Regions from separate parts of the Mus musculus genome. Here region 2 is linked to region 1. Evidence: chromatin contacts called from public HiChIP or PLAC-seq data. All regions are on one chromosome and are shown on one strand. The core of a region is the stretch at or near the end of the contact, and the rest is flanking DNA. Distances in the headings are between cores, read along the strand shown.

Evidence for each region. HiChIP or PLAC-seq counts read pairs in DNA pulled down with a chosen protein or histone mark.
Region 2: a contact with region 1 is called in an H3K27ac HiChIP or PLAC-seq map of embryonic stem cells, with 5 times the contacts expected there. The contact joins the enhancer-like site here to the promoter of Snhg7 in region 1. A contact is called at or near these places in 6 of 39 promoter capture datasets (the C10 cell line, the HPC-7 cell line, cranial neural crest and 3 more), 4 of 15 datasets of contacts at CTCF or cohesin (CD8 T cells, hippocampal excitatory neurons, large pre-B cells and 1 more), 81 of 484 Hi-C or Micro-C datasets (the 63-12 cell line, the AtT-20 cell line, B cells and 58 more), 28 of 115 datasets of contacts at active chromatin or transcription factors (the 230-238 cell line, CD8 T cells, the HPC-7 cell line and 17 more) and 3 of 9 other capture datasets (adipose tissue, embryonic stem cells and liver).

Annotation. Positions count from the first base shown.
Region 1 is chr2:26,636,411-26,643,903 of GRCm38.p6, reverse strand. Snhg7 (small nucleolar RNA host gene 7) reads left to right here and starts at 3,660. Exons shown (of 4, transcript NR_024068.2): 1 at 3,660-3,846; 2 at 4,433-4,474; 3 at 5,809-5,863; 4 at 6,271-6,728. Snora17 (small nucleolar RNA, H/ACA box 17) reads left to right here and starts at 4,583; the gene lies at 4,583-4,714. It overlaps Dipk1b (divergent protein kinase domain 1B), which reads right to left. Exons shown (of 5, transcript NM_019833.3): 5 at 7,407-7,493. Snora43 (small nucleolar RNA, H/ACA box 43) reads left to right here and starts at 5,919; the gene lies at 5,919-6,057. It also overlaps Snhg7os.
Region 2 is chr2:26,881,802-26,889,294 of GRCm38.p6, reverse strand. No RefSeq gene overlaps it. Among named protein-coding and RNA genes, the nearest start is that of Surf6, 17 kb to the left of the region's middle. Within about 2 kb of position 3,529, at least 3 of the 459 cell types and tissues checked have an H3K27ac peak or open chromatin away from gene starts, as enhancers often do. A contact at or near this core is called in embryonic stem cells, where this site is marked.

The DNA.
Region 1 (7,493 bases), core at 2,411-4,910:
GCAATGGCAGACTCCTTCCCAGGCAGGAAATGGATGTAGATGACATGCCTCCACCCTGTGGACAATACCTGTGATGTGAGAAGTCCATCTCCCCCTGGGCCTTTACTGAAATAAGAATTGGAACCCAGATACTCACCTGTGAGGAACATACCAGGGTCCTCTCCCTCATACAGAGGCAGCTTGTACTGAATACAGCCAATGGGTTTCCTAGAACACAGGGTCCAAGTATGGCTCTCCCCAGGGCACCTAGTTCTTCCCCATTCTTATTTCTGGGACCCATGCTGGCCTCTCCTGAAGCAAGCAATCCTGTGCAAGAGATCCTCTCACCCTATTCAGCATGGGCATAGACCACAGCAAGTTAGATCTCTGACCTCATGAAGAGGTCACCTGGTGTGTTGCCCAGGCAACACAGAAAATGCTGCATTCCTCAGTGACTACTAGAGGTGAGGCAGTCTGTGCTTAGTCACACTTAGAACTGTTTGGCAGCAGCAGCAGACATTACCTCCGCAGAGACCACTCACGTCAGGTTCATCCTGAACTCCAACTCATCAAGACTGTTTCTCTCAAAGGTGAAGGGAGGCAGCGGGTCTTTCCATCTCGACTCAGGAATAGGCAAGTCTCCTGCCCAGCACCTTATGTACCCCTTTCCCAAGATCTGCAGTTGGAGGTCACAAGTGCACACAGTTGCAGGGAGAAGGGAATCTGGAAGACGGTGGGTGAGAGGCAGGAGGAGAATGCAGTCAGGTCTCAGTGCAAGATGGAAGGGTCCGGGATGCCGGGATGTCAGGAGGAGTCCTGACCATGGCTGTCTCTCACCAACAGCAGCAGTAGGTAGAACCAAGCAGACAGGGCACAGGCGTCCTAGGAGAAACACTTCCTGGGAAGAGCCCTGACCACAGACCCTGCACAGGCATCCAGAGGGAACTGAGAAAGGTGATCTGGAGGACAGGTTGACCTTTCACTTCAGGGAGCTGAGCCGGAGGACAGGGCAGAATGGACATGGCTGAGGAGGTGACCTGAGAGAACCATGACTGTACCGACTGACCACGGTCTGCTTCACTGTCTACAGTCAAAGTGCTGAGGTGTGGCAAGGAACAGACTTCTCAGTTTCTCCTGAAATCATTAGGAAGTTGGCTCTGTCTCCCAGATACACAACAGTCACAGGGGCCTTACCCAGGATGAAATCTGAAATCAACTCATTGGAAGAATATAAGAAGTGTCTCTGAAGCACACACACACACACACACACACACACACACACACTGAGAGAAAGGAAGGAAGGAAGGAAGGAAGGAAGGAAGGAAGGAAGGAAGGAAGGAAGGAAGGAAGGCAGGCTATTCTTGGGAGTCCAGCTAGAGCCAGGACAGCGTCCATCTAGCAAGCCTCCCCTGTCCCCCAGCAGCCTCTTAGTCTCTAAGTGCACACAGTGAGAAGAAAGACATGACCATGGCCTGGAACACCTGCTCAAGCCCCACTCCCACCTGAGAAGATCCCACCAAGCACGTAAGAGAGGTATTTTTTTCAACATCACCTGTGGCTTCCATCTGCAGGCCTGAGACACACCCAGTCCAAGGTCTGAGCTTGGAAGCCAGTTGCTACCCTCAGTCCTCCCTCCCCAGGGCCATCACCTCCTCAGGACTGGCAGGAGTCAGAGGAGGCATCGTGGCTCGAACCACAGAGAGCAGGCCCAGCCCTGCAGTGAGTGTGAAAAGATGCATGGCCTCAGCTCAGCTCTGTGCTTCTAGCCTAGCAGCTCCTTGTGCTGCTGCTGCTGCCGCCACTGCTGCCACTGCTGCCACTGCCGCTGCCTCTGCCAGTGCCGGTGCCAGTGCTGCTGCTGCTGCCACTGCTGCCACTGCCGCAGCTGCTACCTCTGCTGAAGCTGCTACCTCTGCTGCTGCTCCAACTTTCTGACATGCAGAATTGCTCTGGAAGCAGAATCCTGCCTTCCACTATCCACACCAAAATCATTGTCCACACCCCTCTGTCCAGGAGATTGCAGTTTTGTTTGGATCAATGTGAATAGAGGAGCTAATTTGTGCAATTAACCTCATGACTGCCTCTGGCACTCGTTCTCGCTCTCTGCTTCCTGACTGTAGGGTCTGTGTGGTCAGCTGCCTCCTAGCCCTACTGCCATGCCTGCTGCCTCATGACGGTACTGTATTCCCTTGAACTATAAGCCAAATATTTCTTCCTTCTTTAAGTTGCTTTGGTCAGGGATCGGGACTGTTCATCTCAATTTGCAATTTGATAAGATCTAAAATCACCCATGAGGTGAACCTCTGGGTGTACGGGAGGGCTTATCTTGATTAGGTTAATTGAGATGGAAAGACCAACTCCTTCTGTGTGGCACCATTCTCTGGCCTAGCTCGGATCCTGGAGTATAGAAGGGGTTATCTGAGGACCAGCATTCATCACTCTCTAATCCTTGACCTGCCATGTGGGCCAGTTGCTTCAAGCCTACTGCTGTTACTTCCCTGTCATGCTAAACTGCAACCTCAAACTGCAGCCCAAACACTTTCTGCTTAACCTGCTTCTGTCTTGGTATTTTATCACAGCTACAGAAAAGGAAATTAAGACAGATCACTAAGACAAAAAGTGACTGGTAACAAGTCGTGAGGCTAAGATAAGAGCCCGCTCCTTAGTGAACCAGGTTTGATTTCTAGCATCCACATGACGACTCAAAACCATCTGTAACTCCAGTTTCAAGGCTTTGGGCCACGCATAACAGTTCACCCCTCAAAATCTAGTTGTTAGAAGTTAGGGGCAGGAGGATCAGAAGTTCAACTTATCTTCAACTACATAGCAAGTTTGAAGCCTAGGCTATATGAGACATCGTATCAAAAAACAGGAAGGAGGAAGGGAGAGAGGGAGGTGGGAAGGCAGACAGGCAGGCAATATAAGGGTTCAAGAACTTGGGACTATTAACAAGTGTGGCTGGGCTGGCCCACCAGTAAAAGAAGAGTGCTCAATGGTGTGTCCCCAGGCCCACAATTCACCCCATCACCTGGGAGCCCTCATCAGTTTCAGGACTTAAAAGACAAATCTGTACTTGTGCGGGACACAACACAGCAAGTAGTCAGAGTGTATTATTTGTCTTCCAGCACTGTCCTGAAGCAGAGGACAGCCAACCTTCTAAAAGCTGCTGTGTGCCTCAGATCCACAGACAACCCCACAGGCGGGGCTAGTTAGAAACATCTGGAATCCATGAACTCCCTGGAGCTCCCTCCTGACTCATCCCCAAAGCGTCCTTGTAAAAGAGGAAACAACTGGTCACCTCCTTGCCTCCTAAATTCTGGTTCGTCAGAGCTGGCCTTTCCTCTTTGCGTGGAAGCTTTAGTATCACTAAGAACAGGGAGAGCAAGGCTGCCCCCACCAAAAACGAGGAGTTTCGTAAGAAGGCGCAGGACTTCATGGGTCGTTTGAAAAGTCCTGTGAGCTTGGTAACACTCGAAATAAGTCTCTGAGTTCTGCTTGGAAAGGCAGGATCTAGGATCAAGCAGTACAGAGTCCCATGAGCCTCTAACCGACTGGGCTATGAGAAGCGCCGGCGAGGAGCGAAGGAGCCACTAGAGGGCGCGGCACTCGGAGGACAGTGAAAGTCCCTCGCGGGCTGCCGTAGTCAGTACTATAAAGGACGTGGCGTGGAGATGCTCGGCCTCTCGGCAGCCATGGCGGCTCTATGTTTGTATCGCCATTGTTACCGTTGGGACGCCGCGGATGACCCTATATACCCTTGGCCGGCTACCGGGAAGACTGCGTCTCCTGACGATCGTAACGAAGATGTACCGTGCTTTCCTTCTGAGAGTTTAGTCGCCCTAATATGTGCAGCAGGCTAACCGCGTGGTAAGGGGAAGGGCGTTCACGATGTGCCCGAGGGCCGGGTGGACTGCCCCCAGAAGTCCCGAGAAGGAAAGCCGAGGCTCCTGTCTGGACTAGTACAACGCAGAAGCCCCTGGTTGGGGCTCCAGACCGGTCTCCCTTTCGTAGGGCTAAGGAGCACCAGGGAAAGACTCTGTCTATATTTGCTGCATGCTGAATACCAACTTGAGATAACTCAGATGTGAGACAGTACTCTGTCTAGTGTAATGCCGCTGAGTTGGAGAGAAAGAAAAAGGGGTTTTATTTGTAAAAAGCCTAGCCGGGCGTGGTGGCGCACGCCTTTAATCCCAGCACTCGGGAGGCAGAGACAGGCGGATTTCTGAGTTCGAGGCCAGCCTGGTCTACAAAGTGAGTTCCAGGACAGCCAAGGCTATACAGAGAAACCCTGTCTCGAAAAACCAAACCAAAAAAAAAAAAAAAAAAAAAAGCCTTAGCAAGGACAAGCCATGTGGACCCATTGGAATAGGAATAAAATACAAGTCTAGTGCAGTCCCCCAAAGTGATCCTGATAGGGTGTGTGCAGAATGCTTTCTTCCTTTCCTTTCCCTAGGAAGCTTGCCTGCCAGAAAGAAAGCGCCTGTTGGGCTATTAGGTGAGTTGGGCTATTAGGTGAGTTGGGCTATTAGGTGAGTTGACTCAAAGTTACTAAGATTCGCATTAACAGTCACGGTGTGGCACCCAGCACTTGCTTCATCGACACCCTGCTCCTAGAGGCGTTGCAGGTGTGGCTGCTGTGTCACATGTGCGTCAGTAGGTGGCAGAGAGAAAAGAGGCTATGTCTACGCTCAGTGTTCTGCCCTGTGAACGTCTGAATGATTTGTAGCCTGACAACACTCCTGAAAGCTGGAGGTGGGATTGTCCCTCCTAGTTTTTGACTGGCTTAGGTCATTTGATGGCTCTGCATAAACCAAATAGAGGGGCTGGTGTGTAAAGAGGAAGTTTACAGAGAAATTGATCTGTTGGAAATCATGAAACCAGGTCCTGGGACACAGCGTTGTGGCACATGTTTCTCTTATCCACCAGCTTGGGTCAAGAGACTGTCTCAAAAACAACAGTGGGTGGAAGCAAGGATGTATCTGTCTTAGTCAGGGGTTTTATTGCTATGAAACACCATTACCAAAGAGCAAGTTGGGGAGGAAAGGGGTTATTCCGCACACACTTACACTGCTGCTTGTTGCCAAAGGAAGTCAAGGCGGAGACCATGAAAGGGTGCTGAGTGCTCCGCCTGTACCTGCATGCCATAGGAGGCCATCAGAGCCTGTTCTAGATGGTGGGGAGCTGGGAATTGAACTCAGCCGTCAGTGCTCTTAACCACCGAGCCAGACTCCAACCCCAACCAAGAGGTTGGGTTTCTCTATGGCCTGGGATTAAAGGTGTGTTCCACCACCAGCCCAGAGATGGCACCATTCACAATGGGCTAGGCCTTCCCCACTGTTCACTAATTGAGAAAATGCCTAACAGTTGGATCTCATGGGGGCATTTCCTAATGACTAACTTGTATCAAGTTGGCACAAAACCAGCCATTACAACCTCAAAGCCTCTCTTTGGGGAGATGAGTGGAGCTTATTACCTAATGCTCCAGCTACCTTGATGTGAGATGGCTTTTCAAACTGGGTATCTACTGGTTGCTAGCTGGTACGGGCTGGAGTGGAGCTCAGTGGTGCTCACTTGGCTGCACACAGGCCTGAGTCTCCATCCCTAGCACCATGGGCAAGTGAAACTGATAAGGGGAAAAGACGAAGTGCCTGATGGTAGGTCCATGCAGCACCGAGATTTCAGAATGAGGAAGCATGGTGGAGCATACAGCTAACAGTGACAGGGGGTGTCATAAAGCATAAGGGTAAAGGGACTACTGCTTCGGGCCTCCAGAGGTCTGGGGGTGCGACACTTGTGGAAGGTCTACATTGATTGTTTTCTTTGGTACAGGAAAGTTGGTGACTAAAGTCTGCTTATGCCAAATGCCCAGCAATGTCCAGTTGAGGTAAGAGGTAGGCTGGAGCATGCTCAGATGGGATGTGAGTGGCTGCCCTAAAGATGCTGTCCTAGATCAGCACCACAGGCATGGCACAGCTGCTCAGCTGAGCCTGTGACATTGGGGCAAAGAGCAAGTGGCTGTTTCTACGCTCAGTGCTCAGAAGCCCGTGAGCACTAAGAATGGTTTGTAGCCTGACATTTTGCAGAGCCGTGGTGGGAAGGCACTGGGTTTTGCTTTGATGCTGTTGGCCAGACCCCAGTGTCAAACCTCTAGGGCTCACCAAAGGGTTGCATGGTCAGCATTTTAGGGAGATAGAACTTTGGAAGTGGAGGGAGATAGAAATTAAGTTTTCTAGGAGACATCCTGAGGGACTGGAAAAATACAAGAAACTCTCCATTCCTTTCATCTTCCAGATCCAGGAGCCAGGAAGAAGGGGGGCTACTTGGCCAACATGGCTGATCACGTGCCTGAGGTATGCCCTCTGACCTCACCAGGGTAACACAGAACCATCCATACAGGCCTTGGGCAGCTGGAAATTTACACTGGTAGCTCTCCCATGTCCTAAGTTAGGAACTGGATTTGGATTGGCTTGGGTTTGACTCTTATTTCCAAGACTGGTGAGGTAAACACTGGATGGAGGACCCTCTAAGGCTCAACCTCTCTATCTAATTGTATATGGCCTTAAGAGAGATAATTGAGTTGGGTGGTGATAACTGGTCACTTGAGTTCAAGGCCAGCCTGGTCTACAAAGCAAGTTCCAGGACAGCCAGGACTGGTACACAAAGAAACCCTGTCTTGAAAAACTAAAAAAAAAAAGGAGAGGGGAAAAAAGGCTGGATGCTGTGACACAAATAAACTTGTCAGTTCTTGAGGCTGGAATCTTTCTTTGCTGTCAGCACTCTCCCACCTTAGGCTAAATAGCCTACTGAGTTTCTTCTCATCTCCCCTGGAAAATAAAACATGCCAGACTAAGGTTTAAAGGGAGCTAAGCTTTCTGTATACTGTGGGCAAACATTTTCCCTAAGCTAAGCTTAGAAGGCTGGTCTGTGGGGGCGCCAGGTAAGGCACGAAGACAACACAATAGAAATGCTGGTCTGCTCAAGTGTCTGAAGCCCAGACTGGGGCTGCCACTGTGTGCCATCCAGGATATTGCTCAGTGGATCGAGCATGCTGCTGAGAGATGCACAAGAGTCCGTCCACAGGTTTAATCCCTGGGACAGTGTAGAATTTCTTATTTTAAAATGTATATATTATATGTAAATACGCTGTAGCTGTCTTCAGGCACTCCAGAAGAGGGAGTCAGATCTCATTACTGATGGTTGTGAGCCACCATTTTGTTGCTGGGATTTGAACTCAGGGCCTTCGGAAGAGCAAGCAGTCACTGCTCTTAACCTGCCCCCCCCCCCCCCAGTGCAGAATTTCTAAGAAACAAAGATTGACATTTAAGCCCATGACTTACTGTTTTGTGCTCAGTTGATGCCCAGACAAGAGCTTTAAAATCACACCCTTCCTGGCAGCTGTTCCATACCAAAGGATCCACATACCCGGGTGTCACATAAAAGCCATTTATTTACATATTCGGAGGATTGGGCCCAGTGGGCCAGCCTCTGATAGGGGCCCCTGGCTCCTCTGCTGA
Region 2 (7,493 bases), core at 2,280-4,779, 250 kb before region 1:
AGATCCCAATGACATCTTCTGTGATTCTGCCTGGTTACTGGATTTTCTTCATCTTGTTACCACAAGAGGCATAAACTCCTCTTCCTTGTATAAGACTGTTTTTCTATCAAAGGTAGTTAACAAAGGCCCATATTGACTTAACTGCCCCAAGCCCCTTCTCACCACTTAGACTTGTGAGATTATGAAGTCATTCCTTCACCAATGGGAAGAGACACAGTCACCTGTACTCAGGATAAGAGACAAAGGCTGTCTTAGTTATTGCTGTGGCAAAACAGTATGTTCAAGGCAATTTACAGAGGAATGTCAGAAAGTTCATGACCATTATGTATACCATAGCAGCAGGCAGGCAGGCAGGCATGGTGCTGGGGCAGTATTGAGAACTCACATTTGACCTACAAGAAGGTGGCAGAGAAAGAGACAGACTGAGAATGACATGGGCCTTTGAAACCTCAGTCCACTCCCAAAGACACACCTCCTCCAACAAGGACACACCTCCTAATCCTCCCCAGATAGTTCCTCAATCCTGGAAACAAAGTATCCCACCTTATGAGAATGTGGGGGCCATTCTTCTTCAAACCACCTCAGAGGCCATTTTGACCATGCATGCTTGCTGGCTGGGTTTGGGTTCCATCACTGACTTTTAACAAAAGAAATTGCTTTGCTGAGTCACTTTAACATTGTTTGTGCTCCTTTATTAATACTTCAAACTCATCCTTTCTGCAAACTTGAGTTGAGGCCACAGACCCCCCCCCCCCCCCCCGTTCCTTTACAGTTACAAATTTGGTGATGCCAAGAGTCCTGAAGGCGCTGTTTGACAAAGTTCCGGTGCTTGGACAATCTGGACTGACCTTTCGCTGCACACCCTTTGCTGCACTTAGGCTTTTTACTGTTAAAGGCCTCTCTCCAAAAGCTAGAGCTGGGATAATAAAAAGCTAGTGTAAACATGAATGAAATTAATGAAAGTTCCCTGGAAAAAACAGTTATGCAGAAAATTGAGTCTTTCCTAAGAACTTATCATTTAAATAAATATTCAGATTACTAATGAGTGTTGTTAGTGGGCATGAGGAAGAGGATTTGAGAGGAGTTATTAGATAAGAAAAACTTACGGAAATTTTAGAAACTGAAAAGCTGTAATTGAATGGCTAGGTTTTTAATGTTCAACTTTAGAAACAAGGAACTTGTATGTTCAGGAAGAGATTTTGATATTGCAAGTGGATGACAAGCCTTGGTGCCTTCAGAAAGGTACCAGTAAGCAGTTTTAGGAACCCTGGTGTACTTCTGTTCCCTACAGAATTGTAATAAAGATAGGAATCATATTGAGACAAGGCTTCAATTCAAGACAGAGACCCAGAGACCCAGCGGAAGGCATCCTGGCTCAGTGAGCTGCCTGCCTTCTTGAACAGATTTGTCAGACCACAACTTTGCTGATAGACTGCCCTTGCTTAAGCAAAGAGGCTGGACAATGTTTTAAGAATGCAAGATGGATGGTGGTCTTATGCTAAATATCAAAGAAATAGGAGGGAAAGGAAGAGTTTTTTGGTTTTTTGTTTGTTTGTTTTTGGAGACGGGGTTTCTCTGTGTAGCCCTGGGTGTCCTGGAACTCACTCTGTAGACCAGGCTGGCCTCGAACTCAGAAATCTGCCTGCCTCTGCTTCCCGAGTGCTGGAATTAAAGGCGTGCGCCACCACTGCCCAGCTTAGGAAGAGTTAAAGAAGGGTTACAGGTTGAACTTCTATGGAAAGTTAAGTTTGATATAGTAGGGAGTAGTAACTTTTGATCTATTAACCATATGCTGAACTGAAACAAAATGCTAGTCATCCTGTCTAGCATTTCTGTGACTGCAAGGCTTGTGACACGAATCCCACGGAAGAAGACACTGAGTTTAAAGAAAATTGACTTTTTTATAATGTTAATTTTTAGTTCTTATAAAATTGCTGTTTGCTTGCTTTGTTCTTCTTTCAATTTTCTTATGTAATCATAGAAGACTTTAGAAGATGTATTTTAAAAGCAGTGTGGTCTCATGAAGCGATGGACGTCCCGTGTCTGATCCTTTCTTCCCTTTGCCAGTATCACATCCATCCTTCTCCAGACCCCGCCCTCAGCTGAGACTGGTCCCAGTGCTGATTCCCTCTGTTACACACTTCTGCACCATGTTGCAGTCTCCCACTGCTTTCTGCACTGTCAATTGTGGGCCTCAGACCATTTGCTGTAGCTCCACTTGACTGTGCTCATGTGCTATATCTGTGCTATCCTAACTCTCAAACCTTTTTCTTTTTTGATTTTTCCACACCTGGTTTCTCTGTTTATCCCTGGCCAGCCTGGAACTCTCTCTGAAGGTCAGGCCGGCCTCAAACTAACAGCGCTCTCTAGGCCTAAATTTTTTGCAACCTACTTTTTTTTTTTTTTCTGAGACAGGGTTTTTCTGTGTAGCCCTGACTGTCCTGGATCTCACATTGTAGACCAGGCTGGCCTCGAACTCAGAAATTCACCTGCCTCTGTCTCCCAAGTGCTAGGATTAAAGGTGTGCTCCACCTCTGCCCTGGGCAACCTACTTTTAATAAAGATTTAATCTCTCCTCTTGCCCACTACCCAGCTGAGGTAGTGGAAGAGAAAAGTTATTAGGATATGTGGAAAGTGGACCTCTTAGCTCTTGAGAGCCGACCTGCGGCTCACATGGACTGGGGTTACTCCTGGGAGGCAAACTGGGGCTGAAAAGACATAAACTAGACGGTCGAGAGAAAAATGGAAGCCAAGACAAGGTTCCTGATCAAAGCTCAAATGTTTAATAGCTAACTGTGCTTATAAAGGGGGCGGGGGGGGGGGGGAGGCCCATCCCACTGCTAATCCATTCTTGGTGCCTGGAACCAGCTGCTGGATAGGGTGTAGTCTCTGGAATATCTCAGGGGCCTCTCAGCAGGTAGCAGTGTCTTGGAGAGAGCAGTGGCAGTGGCTGAATAATAGAGCAATCTAGGCAGGAAGGCTCCACCCCAGGTGGTCTAATTTTCAGTGGCAGCAAGGTCAAAGTCTGGATCAGCCTGCTTCGAGGCTGGGGGAGGCTACAATTTCCCCCCTGTTTATAATATTAAAAATAGCTGGACTGAGGCATAAAATGTATTTATGCTCTATATTCCTGCTTTGGAGTTATGGTGGCTGGCGGCCGTGCCTGACTTAGGAAATCTTAGATCTTCCCAAACCATTCAATTCCGTCATAGATGGTACGTGCAGCTTTTTTGTGTTTATTTTACCCAAAGCATGGCTCTGTGGTGTATTATTAACAACCACGGCCTCTTGGCATGCATCTCTGTCTTAGATTGATATGATTCCGAGATCTGGGTGCCCGTCTTTGACTGTCCAGCCCTTATTTTTCCTGCACACCTTATTCCCAATTCAGACCAAAGCCACAATATGTACTTAAAATGCTTCTTCATATAGATTAATAACTGCCACCTGCGCTGTTGGAGGCGAGGCTGCACAACCTGCTACAGTCAGGCTGAAGTGTTGACTAACCTGCTTGAAAAACAATAGGAGACAGTGAAAAGCAACAGTACAAAAGCTTCTTTGGGGAAGTCCAGGTACTCCATTCAATTGCAAATTAGCAATGACCAAGCTTAGACTTTGAGCTCCTGGTGTGGGGGAGGTGGCTTTGAGAATCACAGAAAGGCTGTAACTTTTCTGGGAGAGGAGGCTGTGCTCCAAATTAACTTTTCAGTTAAAGAGGATTTTTAGCCATAATCAAGGTCAGAGTCATAATTACTGGAAGATTCAGGATCTGTGTCCAGTTGATGAACTAATATTTCAGGCAGCCATCGTGCTCCGTCTTCTTTTTGTGAAAAAACACAGACTGAGCCCCTTCCCCATATTAGGACCAGGTCTGGACCATTCCATTCATTAGTTAATGGGTCCCACCACTTTACCATGGCTTAAGAACTAGAAGTAAATGGATGCCAGTGGCGATCAGCTGCAGACTGACCTTTAACATCAGTTTGCAAAAAATTTTGAACAAATAAAGCAAAAGCAAGATGTGCCTTTGGTGACCTTGGTGGATATAACTGCCCCTGTTTTGTTTTAAAAGCCAATTTTTTAAAGTGCGAAGAACATGTTCAACTATTCCTTGTCCAATGGGGTTATAAGGAATTCCAGTTTTATGTTTGATACCAAATTTCTTACAAAATGAAGTAAAAATTTTGCTAGAATAGGATGGCCCATTATCTGTCTTAATAAGTTTAGGCAATCCCATATCATTAAAGGCTTGTGGGCAATAATCAATTACATTTTTAGAGGCCTCTCCAGTATGTAGAGAAGCAAAAAGAAATCCTGAACAAGTGTCAATACAAACATGTATATATTTTAATTTTCCAAATTCTGCATAATGAGTTACATCCATTTGCCAAATAGGATTAGACATAAGACCTCGTGGATTTACTCCTAAATGTGGCACTGGAGATAATGTAATACATTTAGGACATTGTTTTACAATCATTCTTGCCTGTTCTTTAGTGATCTTATGTCGGAGCCTTAAGGTATGGCTAGAGAGATGACATTTTTCATGATCACGTTTGGCCAAAGCAACAGTATCTGAAATTAAGGCCTCTCCTATTAGAGCTCTGTCGATTCAATCATTGCCTTCAGCTAAAGGTCCAGGAAGACCAGAATGAGATTGTATGTGGCCAATATAGAATGGATGTTTTCAGGCAAGAATGATGTTTTGCAATTGTGAAAACAGGGATCCTGCTGGCATATTAAGGTTAAACGTACCACAAGTCTCCAATAAGGGTACCGATTGTGCAACATATAAACTATCAGTAAAAATATTAAAAACCTCATTTACAGACTGAAAGACATTCAATACTGCTGTTAATTCTGCTAATTGAGCCGAGAGGCCAGGACTCTTTATGATTACCTGTTGATTATTAAGATATCCAGCTTGCCCTTTAGAGGAGCCATCAGTAAACACCAGAAGAACATTGTGTAAGGGTTGTAAAGAGGTCATATTAGGAAATATCACCACATGTACTTTTAAAATTTTTACCAACCTATCTTGAGGGTAGTGGTTGTTTATAGTTCCTTTAAACCCTATTTGAGCAAGCAACCAATCTGTACTGTGCTGTTTCAGCCAAGTATCTTGACCTACGCTGTAAGGCTGAACAATGATATTTGGCTCTTTGTCAAAATAAGTTAGTGCCTGCTTCCTTCCAAGGCTAATCATCCGAGCTACTGCTTCATAGTATGGCAAGATGTTACGTTTAGGAGAAATCCTCAAATGTATCCACATTAGAGGAGACTTTTGCCATAACAATCCTGAAGGCATATGAATAGTATTAAAAATTAACAGATGTAAAGGCAAAGAGTAATCTATATAAGTGACAATTTGTTCTTCAATAGCTTTTTCCACTAGTTGTAAGGCCAGCAATCCTTCTGAGGTTAAATATCGGGGGAGGGGGGCAGTAGGATCAGAACTCCCTTTAAGAATATCAAATAAAGGTTTCAGTTCCCCTGTAGTAAGCTTTAAATACAGGCGAATCCAATTAATATCACCTAACAATTTTTGAAAATCATTCAAAGTTCTTAAGTTGGCCAGGTGTGGTGGCGCACGCCTTTAATCCCAGCACTCGGGAGGCAGAGGCAGGCGGATTTCTGAGTTCAAGGCCAGCCTGGTCTACAAAGTGAGTTCCAGGACAGCCAGGGCTACACAGAGAAACCCTGTCTCAAAACAAAACAAAACAAAACAAAACAAAACAAAAACCAGAAAAAAAAAAAACCCAAAAAGTCCTTAAGTTGTCTCTGCGAATAACTATCTTCTGGGGGAAAACATCTTGATTTGTAAATCTAAAACCCAAATAATTATAAGGATCCTGAGTTTGTATCTTTTCAGGAGCTATCTGTAATCCTTTATCAGCTAAAGCTTTTTGTAAATCTCTATAACACAAAAGCAAATCCTGGGGGTCTTTTCCAGGCAACCCAGGACAAATTCTTAACTGTCCAAAAACAGTTTTCTTAAAGGAACAGCATTTTTTCTTATGAGTTGTATATGCATAAACAATTGCAAATTTGAGAATTTATAGTATCTGAGGGATGAACAATTTTAAGCAATTGTAAGCTCTGAGATATATGTTGATAAATATACAAATTAAAGCTTAATTATTCAACATTTTAAAACACCATCTACAGCACACAATGTAATTATCTGTGCTGAAGCAGGAGGAAACTCAAAAGAATAAGCGTGTGATCCAATTCACATATAGTTTTCTCCCATAGAAGGGCTGTTTTTAAACACAGAAATTGGGATGCATGTATGAATTTATAGAAGGTACAAAAGCATTCATAAAAACAATTTTTAACTTATCTTTAGGATAATGATTATCAATTTTATTTAAAATGATGGTATGCAATAGGCCAAATATCAATATTCTGTAATAACCAAATTAATTGCTGTTTGGAACAAGGAACAGACACTTAGGTTTTTAAGACACAATTTTTGATATAGGTTTTCTAAAATATATGAATTTATCTTACAATTCTTTATTAGCACCACAGCAGCCTTAATAGGATGTTAAAACTGTGCTTTGAGATGAACAACACCTCGGCCTCACTGGCCTTTGGCCCGCCTCCCAGACCATAGAGGCTGAAGCCCGAGCAAGGGCGGCATAGCAGGAAAAATACGGCCACCCCCGGAGGAGACAGGCAGATGCTCATGGGGGCAATGGCGCGCCCGACCAGTGCTTCAAGCCCTCCCCTGAGTTCACTACAAAGGTGCCCGCTTTCTGGCAGCCTCCTGCGCCACCACCACTCATGGAAAGCAGCGTACCCCATGGCCCCACCCCGCAGTAGCCAGCAGCCTGCCAGCTCCACGTAGGCCAACAGTCGGCCGGGAGGAGAAGAAAGATGACTTTACGATAATGTTTTCTCTTGCCAAAGAATTGCTGTGGGCACATTTAATAATCACAACTAAAATAGGCAGCTAATATTTAATTACCATTAATTATAATTGATAACAATTATAAAAGCTTTCTTTATTTTCTGCAAAGCCTTTTGTTCTTTGCCAGTTAATTTGTGTCTCACTTAATAGCACCTAACAAAGGCTTAAGTTCTCCTGTGGTGAGTTTAAGGTGAGATCTTAGCCAATTAACACCTCCTGGAAGCTTTTGAAAATAAAAATTTGAAGCAAATCAATTTTTCGTTCTTAGATTTTCTGTACCACAATTTTATAGTATAGCTAAAACCTTAAGTATTAAAAAGATATTGCCTCTGAATTTTTTCTGGAGCAACAGCTACTCCCCAGAACTTAAAAGCTCCTTGTGTGAGAGCAAAAATTTAAAGTAAACTTCCCCTTAAAAGTATTAGCTAATAAAATACTTTTCACTTAGGAAACAATATACCTGAAAGATTTAAACTCTTAGCTTCTTGTATTGAAGCAAAGACAATAAGAATTTCTCTTACATGAGGTAAAGCTATATTAGCCGTACCCAGAGGCAAAATTTTCCAGTGATTACCAG